2 separate regions of the Danio rerio genome follow, and region 1 is linked to region 2. The links are chromatin contacts, called in public Hi-C maps. All regions are on one chromosome and are shown on one strand. Each heading gives the region's core, a stretch centred on a gene start, on an enhancer-like site or on the middle of the called end of the contact. The rest is flanking DNA. Distances are from core to core; before and after follow the strand shown. Region 1 overlaps arap3 (ArfGAP with RhoGAP domain, ankyrin repeat and PH domain 3). Region 2 holds the start of arap3 (ArfGAP with RhoGAP domain, ankyrin repeat and PH domain 3).

Region 1 (3,526 bases), core at 196-2,695, 52 kb after region 2:
TACATTTGTATGATTTTTAGAAAGAAGGTGTATGTACAAAACCGTTCAAATTCATATGAATTAACTACTAAATTAGCAAACCATAAGATAGTTATGCATTGGCATGATATTTGAAATGCTACATACTTTATTGTAGTAGTAGTTCAAAAAGCATACTGTGCTGAAATTAACATCACATGCACTGGTCACAATCCTTAACACAGATGCACTGTAAAAAATATCTGTAAATTAGCAGTTTTCCGTATTTTGAGATTCATGTGTTTATTTTTTTCTCATTTTTTAATGCTTTTTAAATTAGATTATGGCACCTTAATCTTTTTTCCAACAACCTTTGTAATATTAGAAAAGTTGTCTTTTATTAACATTTTTAATAGTTTAAAGTTATCTATTGTCTGGGTTGGTGTTGTATATTATGATACAAAAACCTTGTTAAACTGCCAGTACATCTTCAGCTATTTTACAAACTTATTTCTCTATACGCAGGGGCGGACTGGCCATCTGGCAATTCTGGCAAATGCCAGAAGGGCCGGACCAATTTTTAAATGTGGGCCGGTCAGTTTTTTTTTTTTTTTTTTTTAATATGTATTGTTTTTAAGTGCAGACAGCTTTTATCTCTTGCTAGATGCTATTATGTTGATGACAATAATAATAATAATTAATGTTAAGCATTTGGCCCAATCGGCAATTGCCGCCTGGTTTCAAGATGGGCCGACCCAATCCGAGGTTACCTGAACGTAATCAAAATCTGGCAAGAATGTCATATTATTTCATCATCTGTACACCAAAATTAATAGTGAATGTGCGTGTCTGTGGGTGGGGCTGTGTCGGTGTGGTAATTTGTGTGGCTACAGTGCCAGGGCTGAATTTTTGTCCCAGTCTGCCCCTGTCTATACGTATTATTTCTTAAGTCACAATAAAACACCAAAAGTCTGCAGAGCAGAGATCAGGGTCCCATATTGCTATTCACACTCATAAATAAACACTTGTGAATCACAAAATACTCAAAATGCAGATATTTCTTTACAGTGTGTATAAAAAGACTTTGGGTTTTAGCTTCACTTGTCTTTGTGTGTGTTTGTTTTTGCAGAGGAAGCTTCACACAAGAAGAGCACTCTCCATGTTTTTTGTAAGTATTTCTCTTTACCTGGAGATTATATGTCTTTAATGTTCAATTATTGCACCTTTGCCCACTAAATTGTTGCTGTTTCTTTAACACACTCAGCCAGAATTACTCCGATTACAGTGTCTTGTCTGAAGGTAAAAAGCAGGAGGTTTGGAAAGTATCAAATGACTTTTGCATCGAATAACTTTTAGAAGTGCGCTTTACAAAAGAGCCCGTACTTACTAGAGGAATTCCCTTTGACTTCCTCGGTCCTTCCCCCCATTCCTGTGGCTTTCCTGATATGACAGGATGCATTTGGAGGAAGAAAGGCGCTTCTGCATTGTTCTGCAACTGTAGCCTTAAGGGAGGGTTGTGTTTTTCGGGCCTCTGGTGTGTGTCCCTGCCCAGAAGCTTTCGCTAAGCAAATTGTCTGCGGGCTTCTTGCTTTGTCTTCAGTGTATTCGGCAATTATCTTGATGTTGTCACTCTGATAGTGAGACAAAAGTTTCAACTCCGAAAAGGAAGTGATTTGTTTTGAACATTGTCGAGGGGGGAATTTCGCTCGCTCTGCGTCACCACAAATACTGCTTTTGTTCACATAATGGTAGATCATCTAACCAGGTTATCTGTATGATTACGTATTTTGGTAAGATAATAGTCACCTGTGTGTTGGGAGTCTAAGAGCTCTGTGGTTAAAATGCTGATTTTGTGATGCTGTTTGTGGTCAGGACACTGATTTGCTTGGACTTGCACATTTGTGTGCACAAGAGTACTTGTATGGATGAAGTTTATAGCTTCCAAAGTTCTATTTAAAAATAGATAGCTTTATAGACTGGTCTGATTAGCTGAGTGATGTTAAAAAAAACAATTATTTCATATTTAAAAGTACATTTAAAATGAGTATTTTCACATTTATTTTTAGTTTATAGTTATAAATACAGTTGAAGTCATTAAACCCCCTGAATTATTCTGTTAAATGGAGAGCAGATTTCTTTAACACATTTCTAAACATAATAGTTTTAATAACTCATTTCTAATAACTGATGTATTTTATCTTTGCCATGATGACAGTAAATAATATTTGACTAGATATTTTTAAGACACTTCTGTACAGCTTAATGTGACATTTAAAGGCTTAACTAGGTTAATTAGGTCAACTAGGCAGGTTAGGATAATTAGGCAAGTTATTGTATAATGATGGTTTGTTCTAAGGACTATCAAAAAAATTTGAAAAATTTATTGACCTTAAAAATATTGACCTTAAAATGGTGTTTAAAAAATTGAAAACTGCCTTTTTTCTAGCCGAATTAAAACAAGTTTCTTTAGAAGAAAAAATATTATCAGACATACTGTGAAAATGTCCTTGCTTTGTTAAACATCAGTGGAAAATATTTAAAAAAGAAAAAAAATCAAATGGGGGCTAATAATTCTTTACAAGCCTGCATGAACCGGAAGTTGCAACAATTTTTTTTTGTATTGTCACACCGTATTTTAAAATTTTTTTTGTATTGTGACACAATACCTCTGACATAATCTGAGAAGAGCATTTTCAAATTTTTATTTTGAGATTACAAGGTCAAATGATTTTTTTTTAAATGACGTTCACCACAAAACTAACAATGTGAGCTAACAAAATCAATATTGTTAGTTTTGATTTCATGTGTACTTCAATATATTTTTATGTATTTTTTCCCCTTCTGGTGGGGCTTTATTTTTGTGAGCTAAAATGACTGATTTTGTGACCTCTTTTCTCTAAATTTAGGCTATTGTTTGCTTTAATTGAGTTTTGCTGTGAAAATACACAAAAACCCTGTAACATTCTCTTTTTTGATCTCAAAAAACACTGGGTTCTCAAAATCCTGGTGGAGGCGATTAAATTTGATATCAAAAACAACAACATAATACTATTTAATAAATTCAAGACATTATCATTGAAAGAAATTTGCATCATACTTTTAATATTATTTAAAATTGTCATTTATAATTGTTATTGTTGCGTAATATAAGGTTTATGTAATATTATATTCACTACTACATTATTGCTTTTTACTATTAGATTGTAATTCTGTAGATCAACAATCACGTCTGAGTTACAGTGTATTATAATAATATGATAATGATGGTGGATTTTTGAATATGATGCTATACAGTGTAAAATGCTGGGTTTCACTCAATTGATTTAATTAAGTTAGCTTATTAGTTTTTGATTGAACATAAAACAATTAAGTTGTTCAAACAACTCAAGAATTGTGTTGTTTCCTCTCATTTTAAATAAGTAGTTTGAACAAAATGCAAACATATTTTTCGAGTGTTTATTATATAAATATGAAATGGTACACTACCTGACAAAAGTCTTGTCGTCGATCCCTGTTGTACGAGCTACAAATAATTACTTGACTTCTAGTTGATCATTTGGAAAAGTGA
Region 2 (3,130 bases), core at 407-2,906:
TATATATATATATATATATATATATATACACACATTTGGAAGAAATTTTATCAGTAATAAATCCAGTTAAACCAAGTTGGGACTGTGTTGCTAATTTTGCTGGATTGAGCAGTCACGAAAGGACATGAAAATTACATGAAAAGTGACTTGAAGTAGGCCTAATGGTAACCACAAACCTAATTTCACTCAAAAACGGAAACGGCCGTTCTAAAAGCCAATAATAAAATTCCTAAGGGAACAGGAAAATGCTTTCAGTGTTTTTACAGACTGAACTGCAATCCAGCATATTTTGCAACTTAGTCTATTTGCAGTGAATGTGCAAGACAAGACTGATTCATGATTCAATAGCCACTTTTTTTTTACAACACATTGAATAACTCACATTTAATGTTCAAGCAGCTCTAGCTATAAGGTAGTCAAAAAAAAAAAAATTGGAATAAAGCCTGTTTGGTAATAAATATGAATAATAGATAATAAATAACAATAAATTAATTATAGCTAGAAGGAATACAAAAACTGAAAGTTAACATCTACCGAGGTGTCATAGTGGAACAGTGCCTAGCACGACCGACTCACAGCAAGAAGGTCGCTGGTTCAAGCCCTTGCTGGGTCAGTTGGCATTTCTGTGTGGAGTTTACATGTTCTCCCGTGTTCGTGAGGGTTTCCTCTGGGAACTCCGGGTTCTCCCACAGTCCAAACACATGCAATACATGAATTGAATAAAATTGTCCATAGTGTGTGTGTGTGTGTGTGAATGCAAGAGTGTATGGGGGTTTCCCAGTGTTGGGCTGCTGCTGGAAGGACATCTGCTGCGTAAAACATATGGTGGATAAGTTGGCGGTTCATTCCGCTGTGGCGACCCCTGAATAATAAAGGGACTAAGCCGAAAAGAAAATGAATGAATAGCATCTACCCCTACCCCAACCCTGAACCCAACCACCACAATAATGCAAAAACAGTAATTATACCCTGTATTATTCTTAATATTTGCTATATTATCCATTAAATTGCATTTTATTGACGTCTACCCCTACCCTAACCCTAAACGCAACCATCACAGTGATTATACCCAGTAGGCTATTAATATTGGTTTTATTGTTCATTAAATTGCGAATGCAAAACCATCACAGTATTGCATTAACTGTTGTACAGTGTCACAAAAATGATGCTATATTGATGTGAGTATCCGCAGCTGTATCCCAACTAGACTTTACCATTAAAATAAAGCAGCACAATGTATACTGTTTTTGTACAGGTAAATAACCATGTGGTGGCACCGGAAGTCCTGCGCATACTCCTAAATGCACGCATCCTCTCAAATGTTAAAAACAAGAAAATATATAAAAAAATAACTGGAACAATATGAAAGTAAAGCTAAACATCTTTGCTCTCCTAAACAAATGTATTGATAATTATGGCAATATTAAACACATTTCTTTTTCATCAATCAAAACTACAAACTTTTTTGCACAGGTAAAACAAGCAGATGACACAGGCAGTCCGACACATGCACACACCAAGTGCAAAAACAGTATTTTACTATGTACTTTGTTGAATGGAAGAAGAGTAACATTTTAAACCACTGTAATTTGTTGTGGTTTTGTGGCTCTTAAGAGCGCGGCGATCAGTTAACTGTCGGCTGAACACTGTCCCTTTAAGAGCTCACAGTGCTGAGCAGCGCCGTGCACTGAAACCTCCGGTATAACAAACACAACTATCAGCAGCTCAACACTCAAACTTTCTCCACCACATCTCACATTATTGGAGTTTACAACGCTCCAGCATCAACACAGCGACAAAACACGGGAATATGTGACGCGAATCAACAACGGTAAGGTGCTATTTACAATCCTTTTACATTCCAGTTGACATCTAACGTTAAGTTAGATATCGCATAGCGGTTGGTTTGATTCCACATCTAAACGCTCATCAGAGTGTGTATTGAGGTGTTTCAACTTTTAGTTTCATTTTATTATTATAAGTTAACTCATTTCTTGCAAACGATATAAATTGGTGTTCTAAAGGTACCCCAGGTTTTGTTCAGAAGTTATATTGCAGAAGCTGTCATGTACTTTTTTTTTGGTAGTGGTCGCTAACGTTAGTTTAACCATTAGCCAGGATTGTTGACTGTTCAGATGAAACTGCATTGATTCTCGTTTCAGGATCAGCAGCAGAAGCAGCAGTCATGTAGTCAGCATGTACTGTACTGTGCTGTACTGTGGTGTGTGAGATTGGCAGGGTGTGTTTTTACTCACTGAGGAATCCGATATCCACAGGCTTTACACTCGCTGAATGTCACAGTTTGGTTTAAACTGAATTAGAAACACCCAGATATAATTTGCCAGTTCCTCACAGACACAACATTTGTGGGAGTCACCGGGGATTGTGCTAGAATAACATGCCATTTTGGAGGCCCCTGCAGAAATCATTTCCATTCAGCAAACTTACATGGGGAGAAACTTTACATACACACCCACCACTTTTATAGTAGCCTACATGCATAGTTGTAATTATTTTTTTTTTATTAAACTCATGTATGCCATATGTCTGTCTGAGCAGATTCCCAAATGCAGATTAAGTTCTCACGACATGGACGACTGTATTAATTGTGATAAATCTCTTGTTGCATAATCTGACCTGTATTTCTCTCAGTGCTTTTTAAGACACTTGGAGGATGGGAAGTTTTCTCGAAAATTGTAGAGATTTTGCCTTCGACATGTCAATTTAATACAGCTTTTTTATTTAGTGTGATTATTAACAAAGTATTCCTGACATAAACTTTATCTGGGTAATCGGATTCTTCTTTTTAGATGTAAATGAAAAAATGGCTATAATATAATATAATATAATATAATATAATATAATATAATAATGCATTGAAATATTGCATTGAATAAATAATAATACAATATATAAATAGCATAATTATTTTTGCTTTTTTATCAAGTTTATAATTAATTGATTATTATAATGTATTATAGTCACTTATAATATATTTATAATATAGTAACATGACTTTTTATAATGCTGTGGAGTGCAGACATTTTTAGTCAGACGTAGTCAGTAATGGAATCTAGATAATTAACTTTAGGTAATGTATTCTGACTGCTTTTGGATTACTTTTAGATTA

Evidence for each region. A called contact is a pair of places that touch in the nucleus more often than the background predicts.
Region 1: a contact with region 2 is called in a Hi-C map of embryo, with 2.0 times the contacts expected there. The contact joins the enhancer-like site here to the promoter of arap3 in region 2. A contact is called at or near these places in 5 of 18 Hi-C or Micro-C datasets (caudal fin, embryo, hematopoietic stem cells and 1 more).

The regions. Positions count from the first base shown.
Region 1 is chr14:30,894,191-30,897,716 of GRCz12tu, forward strand. arap3 (ArfGAP with RhoGAP domain, ankyrin repeat and PH domain 3) reads left to right here. Exons shown (of 34, transcript XM_682220.9): 33 at 1,088-1,126. Among named protein-coding and RNA genes, the nearest start is that of arap3, 53 kb to the left of the region's middle. Within about 2 kb of position 1,446, at least 6 of the 62 cell types and tissues checked have an H3K27ac peak or open chromatin away from gene starts, as enhancers often do.
Region 2 is chr14:30,841,569-30,844,698 of GRCz12tu, forward strand. It overlaps arap3 (ArfGAP with RhoGAP domain, ankyrin repeat and PH domain 3), which reads left to right and starts at 1,657. Exons shown (of 34, transcript XM_682220.9): 1 at 1,657-1,831.